Linked DNA regions of Capra hircus: region 2 is linked to region 1. The links are chromatin contacts, called in public Hi-C maps. All regions are on one chromosome and are shown on one strand. The core of a region is the stretch at or near the end of the contact, and the rest is flanking DNA. Distances in the headings are between cores, read along the strand shown.

Evidence for each region. Hi-C and Micro-C count contacts between places; a contact is called where the count stands out from the background.
Region 2: a Hi-C map of blood shows a contact between it and region 1, with 1.8 times the contacts expected there. The contact joins two enhancer-like sites. A contact is called at or near these places in 2 of 5 Hi-C or Micro-C datasets (both in blood).

The regions. Positions count from the first base shown.
Region 1 is chr21:56,709,993-56,716,554 of ARS1.2, forward strand. The region is part of intron 1 of RIN3 (ras and Rab interactor 3); the gene reads left to right. Among named protein-coding and RNA genes, the nearest start is that of RIN3, 12 kb to the left of the region's middle. Within about 2 kb of position 3,174, at least 1 of the 5 cell types and tissues checked has an H3K27ac peak or open chromatin away from gene starts, as enhancers often do.
Region 2 is chr21:56,752,574-56,759,135 of ARS1.2, forward strand. The region is part of intron 2 of RIN3 (ras and Rab interactor 3); the gene reads left to right. Among named protein-coding and RNA genes, the nearest start is that of RIN3, 54 kb to the left of the region's middle. Within about 2 kb of position 3,673, at least 1 of the 5 cell types and tissues checked has an H3K27ac peak or open chromatin away from gene starts, as enhancers often do.

The DNA.
Region 1 (6,562 bases), core at 1,924-4,423:
AGAGCGGTGATCCCTGCCTCGCAGGGTTGTTACATGAGAGGATGTTCTTAGTTATTTGGGCTGTGAGACCAGGTAAGGGCTGCTGCCTATCTGTACATGGTGTGTGTGTGTGTGTGTGTGTGTGTGTGTGTGTGTGTGTGTGTGTGTGAGCCCGTGTGCACACGCATGCTGTTGATTTTCAAAACAATATTTTATATCTGAAAAAGTTCACATATAGACATAAAAAATACTAAAATGTAACGCATCAAGCACATCATCTTTTTGAGGCTACACCCCGTCCAGCTGCCTGTTTGGTTAATGTCCATCTCTGGTACCTGGTTTTGAGCTATGTGTATCTGTTTGTGTTCCTCTTTTTTTCACTGAGTGTTATTTCCTAAACGTATTTCTGCATGTCATACTCTGGAGGTTCTGTTGCCTACCTATCATCTTTGATGACCTCATTATATTATGATCATATTAACGGTTGGAGTAGGCATAGACATATGTCAACTGTTTTTTGAAGTTCCCTCTGTTTTAAATAAAGCTCCTGAAAACTTTTATGGGTCTAGGGTTTGGGGACCATTTCATTGTCATCTGCCATCATCTTGCAGTATTTGAGTTCAGGGGTGAAGCAGAGCCTGTTGATGGGCCCCCTGAATTTTAGTTGGGTATAAATTTTTAGCTAAACATGTCCCAATTTCCTTTCAGCTAGATGTGCTATGAGATTAGATTTGGACAGAAAAATATATGGGGAATAAGATTTGCTTGGTGATGGCCTTAAAGGGAAGGCTCATGCCTTTCTATTTTCCTCTTTCCTCTTGGCTGGAATATAAACATAATGGCTGGACTTGGGCACCCATTTTGGACTCTGGGGTGAATTTGAGAATGGAAGTTATGCAGAGTAGAGCAACAATATAATATATAAATATAGTAAGGCTCTCAGACATGTTGGTGTATCATCCCAGCCCTGTATTACTTACTCAGATTTGTGTATGAGAGAGGAATACATATCTACCTTACTTAAATCACTATTGTTTAAAATTTTCCATCACAGACAAACTTAATCCTGACACACACAAAAATTTATCCCTTGTCACATGGCACCAGAGTATATGCCAGAAACGCTAAGGCTGCTTTTCAGGGTTACATGCAAGCCTTTATTTCCTAGTGGAGGTGAGAAGGAGGAAAAGGAGGAGAGGGGAGAGACGTTTTGCATAGACTAAGACTCTTATTTCAAGGACTAAATTGCAAACTTGTTTTTCCCATTGGGTGTTTGTGAGTTTTAGATTTCACCAGAAGCTTCAGACTAGTTATTCTGGTTTAAGTTCTGACTCTCAAACTTCGTGCTTTGACAAGGCTAAATACTGCTGAGCAAGGCAGCCGTGTCTCTTCCCTCAGTCTCAGTTTCCTCATCTGTACTTTATTTCTTTCCAAATATGTTGGCTTTTAAAAAATATGTGTTTATTGGCTGTGCTGGGTCTTAGTTGCAGCTCACAGATCTCTGGTCTTTGTTGCAGGATCTCTAGTTGAGGCGTGTGGGATCTAGTTTCCTGACCAGGGACCGACCTCTGGGGCCCCTGCATTGGGAGCCCGGAGTCTTAGCCACTGGATCACCAGGGAAGCCCCCTTCATCTGCGCTTTAGATGGAGAAACTTCCTGCCTGTGCCGACGTTCTGAGCTTGGTTCTCCGACCAAACCAGCACAAGAAAGGCTGGGGGCCTGCTCCGAACAGTGCTCACTTGTATCCCTGATGGCTGCCAGCGTTCATTCATTCTTTCCTTGCTGCTTTATTGAGCACTTACAGGTGCCAGGCTGGCTTTGTGCTGACCGCTGGCCGCTAGAGGTCTTGAGTGGTCACCTCACTTCTCTGCTCAGCCTTGGGAAAGGTTTGCCCTGAGATGGCCAGGGCTGGCCTTCCCTTTCTAGGGGTAGCAAAGACCCATTTGGAGCCTGTAAGACCCTGCTCTGAGCTGCCCTCCCACAGCCCAGGATCATGCTGTCCGTCCACCCCCCAGGTATGGGGAGGCCTTGAGAACCTTGGTCTAAGAGGCCACAGGTATCCTGGGATTGAGCAGGGCGGGCCATCTTGAAAGGCTAGGCAGTTGCTTTTGAAGTAGTTTGAAAGGCAGGCAGGGGGCTTCTTTCCGTGAGCCAAAGTGGCCCCATCCTTGGCCCTTACATTGTCAGGCATCAGAGCTCAGTGTGAGTCTGGTGACCCCATAATCCAGCCTCTGCTCACAGATAAGGCTCAGAGAGGGGATGTGGTTGCCCCAAATTCTCACAGCTGGACCCAGGCTGTTTCCACGGCTCTGTGCAGGTGCCTAGGCTGCTCCTGCACGTGAGGCCCTAGAGGTGGGGGGACAGTCACATTGGCCGTCACTGGCTGCCTCTCCCTCCAGCCTCTGGGTAGTGCTGAGCTCTTTCCTGCCTCAGGGACTAAGCATACACACCCCACCTCCAGCCTCCTGCAAAAGCCTTCCAGGCTCTCTAGCCTCTAGGGCTGTTGCGTACAGTTGTGCAGGTTGCTCACTGCACAAAGGCACCTGCTGAGAGAGGAGCAAGGGGCCCCTGAAGTTTCACTCTCTTGCCAAGCCCTGTGTGATGTCAGGTGTGTGTACGGGGTGGAGGAGGGGTTGTCTGCATCCATGGGAAGCAAGAAGCATCTTTTCCTAATTTACACAGAGGTACCAGGACGCCGGTCAGCAAAGACCCATCAGCCCTGTCCGAGCCTCGCTTCTCACGCTGTCATGGTGTATTCTCTCTCTTTGGCCCTGCTAGACTGTAAGCTCTCAGGGCAGAGAGAGCGACTCCTCCTGACAGGTGTGGTTGCCAGATCCACACTGTCCTGGGCATAGAGTGCTTGACTCAGAGAACACTCAAGCTAAGCAAGAGTAAGGGCTGGAGAGGCGTGTCCCACGCAAGGCTTTGTTGAATGAATATATGGCAGGTTAATGCCCAGTAGAGAGGTGGGGAGGGATTAACCAGGATAGAGGGCCTCTGGGAGATGGGAAGGGGCCTGCCAGGAGCTTGCAGAGGAGGCTGTGGCTATGCAAGCTTGAGCAGTAGAGTGAGGTGTGTGACTGGGCAGGCCTTCGAGCTCAGCTCTGGGTGGGAGGCCCTGAGGGTAGAGGCTGTGGCAGGAGAAACCTGAGCCACGCCTGGCCCGGCCCTGGCTCCGATCTGCAGGGCCAGGCCTGAGCAGGCTCAGTGTGGATATCTGCCAAAGCCCCAGCTCCTCCCCAGCCCTTAGACCCCCACCCAGCCGAGTCCCAGAGCTCCTCTCCAGCCCGCGTGGCGCTGGTCTGCCAGTTACCTGACAACTCACCCTTGTCCCAGGATCCCAGTCTTGTGGGGCAGCAGGAGCAGCAGGCAGTGCAATGCTCGAATGATGCAGGATGGTCCCCTGGAGTGCTGGGGTCCCTGGCTGGCTCAGGGGTGTCCCACTCAGACTAGAGCACATCTGGGGGAGCTTTAGCGGGGAGGCGAGAGCCGAGCTGAGCTGAGTGACACCTGGGAGTTTCCCAAGTAGCCGCGGGGGATGGGGGAACCAGCATAGCCCGGTTGTGGGTACCATGGCCCAGTGTGCCTGGTGTTTGCGCTGTGCGTGGACCAGAGGTGACCTGTGCAGGAAGAGGGGACAAGACACCTGAGGCTCTTAGGCTGGAACCTGTAGACCCTGGAGACTGAGACAGTCTCGTCCCCCCATTTTTAAAGTTGGGCTGTGTATTGGTTTCCTAGGGTGGCTGTGATAAAGCAGCACAAACTGGGTGGCTTACAACAATCAGAGTTTGTTCTCGCCATTCTGGAGGCTGGTGTTCTGATCACGGTGACGGCAAGGCCGTGCTCCCTCTGAGACTCTGGGTGGAATCTTCCTGCCTCTTCTTAGCTTCTGGTGGCCCCGGCGGTCCTTGGGGTCCCTTTGCTTGCAGCTGCATTACTCCAGTCTCTGCCTGGTCACTGGGCCGTGTCCTCCCTGTGTGTTGCTCCTCTCCTTATAAGGACACCAGTCATAACTTAGGGTCCCTCCTGCCCCCATTCTAAAATGACCTCATCTTAACTTACATTGGAGCTTCCCAGGTGGCACTAGTGGTAAAGAACCCATCTGCCAGTGCAGGACACCATAAGAGACGCAGGTTTGATCCCTGGGTCAGGAAGATCCCCCGGAGAAGGGCATGGCAACCCACTCCAGTATTCTTGCCTGGAGAACCCAATGGACAGAGGAGCTTGGCGGGACACAGTCCATGGGGTCAATCAGACACGGCTGAAGTGGCCTAGCATGCACATCTTAACTTCTACATTGGCAATGACCCTATTTCCAAATACGGTCACATTCTGAGGTCCTGAGGTGCTGGGGGTTAGGACTTCAACATGTCTTTCTAGGGATACAGTTCGACCCATAACAAGGAAACATTTATATGGAATAAGCCTCTTCTGTGAACTTTTCAATACATTCTGGTAAATGTCGACTGTCGGGTAACCACTACCGCAATCAAGATAGAGCAGTTCCATCACCTTCCGAAGTTCCCCTGTGCCCTTTGTAGTCAGCCCCTCCCCCGCCCAAACCCTGGCATCCTCACTCATCTCCATCCTTGAGTTTTGGTGTTTCGAGAACTTCACACGAATGCTGCCTTTGAGTCTGGCTTCTTTCACCTGGCTGAAGGCGCTGGAGACCCATCTGTGTTGTGTGTCTCAGTATTACTTTCTTTTTATTGCTGAGTGTATTTCATTGTATGCATGTATCATAGTTTGTTTATCCATTCACCCACTGTGCTACATTTGGGTTGTTTCCAGTCTGCGGCAATTGTGAATAAAGCTGCTGCAAACATTTATGTATAAGGTACAGGTTTTGCACAGGAATCACATGGATTGCTTGCATTGGGCTGCTGTGTGAAGAAGGACATGGGGTTTGGGGGAGTAGTACATGGGGCAGAAGCTACTGTAGGGGTCGAGGTGAGCAGAGATGGAGGCCTGGACCAGGGTCTCGGCAGTGGGGATGGGGAGATAGGGCGCCCTCAGGGTGTATCTAGGATGGAACCTGGTGGTGGGTTGGGTGTGCATCATGGAGGCAAGCAGGCTGCCTTTATTACCTCCTGCCAGCCTGCCCTCCACCTGCCCAGGAGAAGGTGCCTGTTGTAGCCCAGCGTGGCCGTCTGGATATGAGAACGTTGAGAGGGGAAGAGTACAGCTTAGCGGTTAGGCCATGGAGCAAACCGTCAAGGTTCCCATTCTGTTCTCTACCTTAGTTTCCTCATCTGTAAAATGGGATGCTGATAGTTCCATACTCTTAGAGCTGCTGTTGTATTACATGAGTTAATGCATGTAAGGAGCTTGGACAGAGTTTGACACGTAGTAGGTGTTCAGGAAATGTGAAGCATGTCCCGTGGTCTTTGGAAAGGCCTCAGTGCCTACCCTCTTGTGCACTCCACTTGTCCCCAGGTCTGTCCTGTCTTGCTGTGAGACCTTGAGCTGGCTCCTTGCTCTCTTTGACCATTGCTTCCTGCATTCATACAATGTGGAGGCGCAGAGCCCCCACTGTGTGCCGGGCTCTGTGTGAAGCAGCACGTGGCCCAGCAGCCTCCCACAGTAGGTACTTCATGAAGACTTGGCTGTGGGTCCTGCTCACGATACTGTCGGGGGAGGCTGGTGAGAGGCTCTCAGGACACAGGTTTGGGGACTGCCAGAGGCTCCCCTGCAGCTGCTACAAATACCATCTTCCCCTTTCCCCACCAAATCTGTTCTTTGCCCCTGACAGGAACTGCCCATGGTGGCAGCTGGGGAAGCCTCAGCAGCTACAGGGTGGGTGCCAGGTGGGGGCCTGGCCTGGGCTCCAGGGCAAGAGGTATGCTGGGTCCCAGTTCAGATGACACAGCAGCTCGTTCCCAGGCTGACAGATGCTGTGTTACGAGCAGGGTTCATGTCCAGGTGGGCCACAGTGGGGGCCAGCCTAACGAAGGGACGTTTGCACCCAGTCCTCATTACTCACAGATTCTGCATTTGCAAATCGGCCTGCTTGCTGAGGCTTATTCATAACCCCCAAATCATAGTGCTTTGGAAGTTGTTTACAGCCCTGCGCAGAGCGATGAACAATCTGAATATTCTGACACACACGTTCTCATCTGAGAACAAGGTGCCTTCTTGATTCCATCCTCGTCGTGGTCTGTTATGTTTTTCAAGTTCTCCTGCTTTGGGGTGATGGTTTCGCTGTTTAAAGTGTCCCCCAAGTACAGTGCTTCTCTGCTGTCTAGGGTTCCTGAGGGCGAGAAGGCTGAGACAGGCCCCGTGGAGAAAATATGGGTGTTAGAAGAGCTTCGCTCAGGCATGAGTTACACTGTTGGCCGTGAGTTCAAGGTTAATGAATCAATGATATGTATTAAATTAGGTATCTTTAAACAGAAACACACATAAAACAAGATGTGTCCTGATCAGTGGATGGAAATGTTGTGACTAGCAGTTCATGGGAACCTACCCCTGTGTTTTCCCCAAAAGCAGTGTTTCTGTTTCCACTAACTCAGTGTCTGTGGTGAACTTTGTGGCATGTACCGAACACAAATGCTGAGAGTGGACTGTGTGAGCATCGGGTAGA
Region 2 (6,562 bases), core at 2,423-4,922, 43 kb after region 1:
TGGGTCTTGGTTTCTTTAGCTGTAGAGTGAGGAGCTGAATACATCTGTAGCTTTCAAATTTCCCCACTGAGCTCTGGGGGCTCCTCAGTAGCACCTAATAGAAGGAAAGTAGGAGGTACCCAAAGGACGAGGCCCCATCTCCTCATACCCCACAGCTATACCATTACCTACTGTGGCATATGAACCACTCCAAGGTCCAGTGGCTTGAAACAGTCACCTTTGACTTTCTCAGGATTCTGTAGGTCAGCAGTGTGGGCTGGCTTCTGCTGAGTGGTTCTTCTGCTGCTCTCTCCTGGGATTAACCAAACAGCTGTAGTCATCTGGCCGTTTGACTAGATCTGGATAGCCTGAGATGGCCTTGACCACCTGTCTGGCAGGTGGTGCCAGCTGTGGGCTGGGCCTCATGACTCCAGCAGACTCGCTCAGCCTTCTGCATATGACAGTTATGGTTCAAAAGGGTGAACATGGAAGCTGGCATGCCTCTTAAGGCCTAGGCTTAGAACCCAACACTACCACTGCTGCTGCATTCTTTTGGTCAAAAGCAAGTCCCAGGCCAGCCTACCAGGTGCAGGGAACTAGATTCTACCTCTTGATGGAAGGAGCTGCAAAGAATTTCTGGCCATTTTTAATCTGCCACATAGATGGTCTTTGATTCTGTCTTCCTAGCTCTTTGTTTGGATAAAAAGATACATAGTAATAATCTTATTAATAAGTATCATTTATTTGTAAAATGAGATTGAAACTGAAAGTGTTAATCATTCAATGTGTCCAGCTCTTTGTGACCCTGTGGACTGTAGCCCACCAGGCTCCTGTGTCCCTGGGATTCTCCAGGCAAGAATACTGGAGTGGGTTGCCACTTCCCTAGGGGATCTTCCCAATCCAAAGATCAAATTCAGGTCTCCTGCATTGCAGGCAGATTCTTTACCATCTGAGCCACCAGGGAAGCCCCTATTTGCAAATAAAAATCTTAGCATGTGGTTTAGTGCTCAGTAAATGGTAGCAGTCTACAATAATAATAATAAATACCTTTAAGTGCATACTCTGTGCCAAGCATTCATATACATGGGTCAGCAATTCTCCTGGAAACCCTGAGAGATGGATATTATTATACTCAGGCTCAGATGAAGAAATTGAGGCCAAAGAAGTAAAAGTAACTTGCCTACAGACACATAGCTGATAAAGATCAGAGCTGGGATTCAAGTCCCCCCTGGGGGTCTAAAAAGTGGGCTGCCAGGGGGTAGGCAGGTAGAAAGAGAAGTAAGATGGGCTTGGGAAATTTGCACAAGAACCCCCACCCCCCATCCCGAGGGTGCTGGAGTTGGAGCTCTGGGTGGCACACCCAGCCCATTAGCCTTCTGGGTGCTCACCTGCAGCAACCACTGTGGGCAGCATCTCTGTAGAGGATGAGCAGTGGACACCCAGAGAGGATGAGGGGCAAGGGGAACATGGGCAATCTACTCAGATGCTCTTCTCCTGGCACCAGCTTTGGCTGAACTCTGCTGGATTGAAGCACAGGAGTTGCACCCTAATCTAGAACACTTTGCAGGAGTTACCACTCTGCATATGTTCTTGCAGTGAGTCATATAATAACACTGTTTTTGAGGTGCTATCTGTGAATACTTCCTGGAAGGGACCCTGTGACTAGCTGAGCAGCTAAACCTCCCCAAAGGGGAATGCAGAAGAGACCATCTTATTCCAATGGATAATGACCAACGCAGACCACTGACCGGGGTTCTGCCTAGAGCAGGCCCCTGTCAGTGTCCTCTCCCTCACTGCCATCTGGGCAGGAAGGGTCAGAGGACTCCTTGAGCCTCCCTCCCTTCTCCCCCCTAACAAATTCAGCTCCCCAGACCACTCACCCAGTGCATTATCTTAGTTTTTCAGGTAAGAGGACTTGGCCATGGCAGAAGGAAGTGGCACAGGAGGCTCTGTGGCCATGCCAGAAGGGTGGGTGTTGGGCACTCAGAATTAGGAACCTGAGCCCAGCCTGGGGCACTTTTCCGCCCCAGTCTGCACGCCTGCCCTGCAATGACTAGTTAACATAGACTCGATGGCAAGAGATAAGTGAGATGTTCTCGGTGACGCCCAGGTCTGCATCTTGCTTCTGCATTTCCTGTTTGCATGGCCTTGGGTTTCTTTAACCTCTCTGTGCCCTGAGTCTTCACCCATCAGAAGGAATGGTAATAGTGCCTACCTCACCCAGCCATGAGGGAACTGGACGATGCAAGGTGTAAGGTACCTGGTCTAGAGCACAGACGTCAGCTGCTGTTTAAATTTCTGCTCCTTACTTGCAGCTGAACCCCTTCTCAAGGAAATCCTGAGTCTTTTTCACAAGAAACACATGTGGTACACTGAGCCCCAATTCTAGATGGAGCCTGAGACTGGGAGGTTGAGGATTGTAAACCAGCCATGGTCAGGAAGGCAGAAGCAGATGGAAAATTAATTCTTAGTGAGCATCGGTAGAAACCGTTTTACCCCACTGGGTGCCTCCCTACGTAACATCTCAGTTACTTCTTCTAACACAGAAGGGCAGGGCTTTGGTTTCATTTCTTGTTTCTGCTAGGTGGTCATGGGTGTTATCTCAATTTACAGATAGAAACACTGAGGCTTAGAGACGCTACAGAATGACCCAGGGCCACAGAGCTCATAACAGGCTGCACAGAGCCCTCTGGGAGCCCAGGAAGAAATGGAGATGGCGACAGATCTTGACTGTCAAATGCAGATTTGACTCTTCCTGCAGCTGGAGGAGTTCCTGTTGGAGGGCTCTTATCTTCTTTCTTTCTCTCTGTGGAACAGGAGGGTGGAGAACAGGGTCAATGTCTCAGCAGAGTAAGCAAATCTAGAAATAGTTACACGCTGGGTGTGAAAGAGCCAGTTAGGTTGCAGGGTGGCATTGCAGGAGGTCCCAGTTGAGGCTGCCAATGGTGATTTGTCATTGCAGTCACCCTAGGGTGGGATCGGTGGGGGTCAAATAGTCCAGGAAGAAGGAAACCATTGGTAGAATAAGATATCTACATTGGAGACTTCCCTGGCAGTCCAGTGGTTAAGACTTCGCCTTCCAATGCAGGGGGTTATGGACTCAATCCCTGGTTGGGGAGCTGAGATCCCACATGCCTCATGACCAAAAAACTAATCATAAAGCAAACAATATTCAATATATATTCAATTGTAACAATTTCAATAAAGACTTTAAAAATGACCCACATCAAAAAAATAAAAATTAAAAGATATGTTGTACTGTGGCCCTGACCCTCCATGGATCTCTCTCTCTCTTGCTCTCTCTAATAAAAAATTGTCCATCCTTCTGATAGGTATCCTTATTATCTTGTTTTGTTCTCATGTATTTTCTTTTGTTAAAAAAAAAAAAAAGCTGGCTGGTGGCATTTTCCCCAATGGGTCATGTTTGAAATCACTTCCTTGGCTTCTGTGCCATTCCTGACACTCCAGGATGGCAAGGGGCAGCTCAGCTATGTGCGTGTGCTTCTGAACAATGACCTGGGCTTCTGTCTCCTCCTGCCCCTACCGCAACACACATTTGTACGCCACCCTTGTAAAGGGAGCTCTTGTCCTCCAAAGACAGAATTTATGCTAGTTTGGTTTCAGTTCAGGAGGGCACCAGCCTCAGCTCCTGCCTGGGCTCAGCGTTGAGGATCCAGCTTTGCTGTCTGCCTTCCCAGGGGCACCCCTGGCTCCTGCTGGGCATCCTTCCCATGCCCTGCCCCTCAGAGCTCCAGGAGGGGAGCCCTGAGTCCAGTTCAGCCCAGAGTCCCCTCGTTCCTCGCTTATCCACCCACACACACACATTCATTCCCACATTGATGCACTTGTGGACACACTCACACACATTCACTCTGTGCTTGAACAGCTCTCTGATATCAACCGTCCTATGGTTGTAGGATGCCCTACAATTCAGCTTGGACACTACCCAGAGTGAACACAGACCCCGTAAGTTAAAGGGAAGGTTCCTCCAAAGACTGCTCTTAACTGCAGATGCCACACACAAATGGGATCCCCAGGATCCTCACACTTCTGACTTGGCTACAAACATGGCCCCCTCTTTAGATCTGATAATTTGCTAGAAAGATCCAGAGGACTCACTGAAAGCACTAAGCTTGTGATGACAGTTTGATTATAAAACTCAAGAGCAGCTGAATGAGACACACAGGGATGAGGTCTGGGTGGGGAGGGCCACACGGAGCTTCCATACCCTCTCCGCATGGAATCTGGGCACAGCACCCTCCTGACATATCAGTGTGTTCGCCAACCAGGAGATTAAATCATTGCCCCGGACTTGAACTCAGTCTGCAGTCCCTCTTCCCTCCCCAAAGGTAGAAGTGGGTCTGTGTGTTCCAGTCCTCTAATTATGTGACTGTCTTTCTGGGGCAGCCCCTTCTTTAAGGTCCCACCTGAGCCACCTGTTAACATAAACTCAGATGTGGTCCAAAGGGGCTCTTTATGAACTGCAAAAGACCCCCATCATTCAGGAAATTCCAAGGGTTTCTGAATCTCTGTGCCAGGAACTGGGGACAAAGACCAGATGTATTTTTTTATAGCACCCACAGGCTTTTTCTCACACACACATACTCATTCTCTTTCTGTCTTTCTCTCACACACACATACTCATTCTCTCTCTTTTTATCACACACACACTCACTCCCACATTGCCTCACACATGCTGGTTCCCATGGACCTGATAGGTATGAGGTACTTGGATCTTGATGAAAGGGAAAGAGGAGAGTGAAAAAGCTGGCTTAAAGCTCAACATTCAGAAAACGAAGATCTTGGCATCTGGTCCCATCACTTCATGGCAAATAGATGGGGAAACAATGGAAACAGCGACAGACTTTATTTTCTTGGGCTCCAAAATCACTGCAGATGGTGATTGCAGCCATAAAATTAAAAGATGCTTGTTCCTTGGAAGAAAAGCTATGACCGATCTAAACAGCATATTAAAAAGCAGAGACATTACCTTGCTGACTAAGATCCATCTAGTCAAAGCTACAATTTTTTCAGTAGTCATATATGGATGTGAGAGTTGGACTATAAAGAAGGCTGAGTGCTGAAGAATTGATGCTTTTGAACTGTGGTGATGGAGAAGACTCTTGAGAATCCCTTGGACTGCAAGGTCAAACCTAAAGTAAATCAGTCCTGAATATTCATTGGAATGACTGATGCTCAAGGTGAAACTCCAATACTTTGGCCACCTGATATGAAGAACTGACTCATTTGAAAAGACCCTGATGCTGGGAAAGATTGAAGGCAGGAGAAGAAGGGGTCAACAGAGGATAAGATGGTTGGATGGCATCACCAACTCGATGGACATGAGTTTGAGCAAGCTCTGGGGGTTGGTGATGGGCAGGGAAGCCTGGCGTGCTGCAGTCCATAGGGTCGCAAAGAGTCAGACACAACTGAGCAATTGAACTGAGCTAATGCTGACCTATATCTCTGAAGAGGAGCCAAAGTGACCTCTTTTCTTTGAAAGGTGCATTCATAGGGGCAGTTCAGGTCCAGGTAAACATATCAGTTCAGAGATGTTGCTGCTCACAGCAGGCGAGGCTGTGCCAGGAGTGCAGAGAGGCACCTAGAGGAGAGCCTGCCTCCTGCTAGGTCCCCGAGGAGGTGTCCTCCAGGTGGGGTGCCGGCACCCCCACCCACCTCCCATTTCTGCCCCGGAAGCCTCTCTTCGGCCTTCCTCCACTCACTGGGTTCTCAGGTTCTCTCCAGCCTGCCCTGTGCGAGGAGAGGCTGGTAACCTCATTTCTGACCTCAGTTCAAGTACTAATGGGTGCCTTGTGTCCCTGCTCCCAGGAAGCACTCTCCCAGAGAGCAGACGCTTAAACCAAGAGACCACCCTCTGTGGGCTGGGCATGGGGCTCAGGATCTCAAGCTAGCGGGCCTGAGCTCAGATCCCAGTCCCATCCTAAAGAGCCTGGCAGGCTATGGTTCATTAGCAGAAAGTGTTAGCTGCTCAGTCATGTCCGACTCTTTGTGACCCCGTGGACTGTAGCCCACCAGGCTCCTCTGTCCATGGAATTTTCCAGGCAAGAATACTGGAGTGGGTTGCCATTTCCTCCTCCAGGGGATCTTCCCGACCCAGGGTTGAGCCTTGGTTTCCTAAATTGCAGATAGATTCTTTACCAACTGAGCCACTAGGGAAGCCTCAATGGGTTATGGTCCATAGGGTCACAAAAATTTGGACATGACTGAAGCAACTAAGCATGCATCAACAACTTAATGACATTGATTTAACAATTCTAATACTATAGCATTATCATAAATTTGTTGTTCAGTCGCTAAGTCGAGTCCGACTCTTTGCAGCCCCGTGGACTGACTGCAGCACGCCAGGCTTCCCTGTCCTTCACTATCTCCCGGAGTTTGGTCACTTTCATGTCCATCGAGTCAGTGATGCCATGTAACCATCTCTTCTGCCTCCCTCTTCTCCTTTTGCCTTCAATCTTTCCCAGCATCAGGGTCTTTTCCAGTGAGTCAGCTCTTCGCATCAACTGGCCAAAGTATTGGAACTTCAGCTTCAACCACCAATCCAGTAGTAATCAGTTGCAAT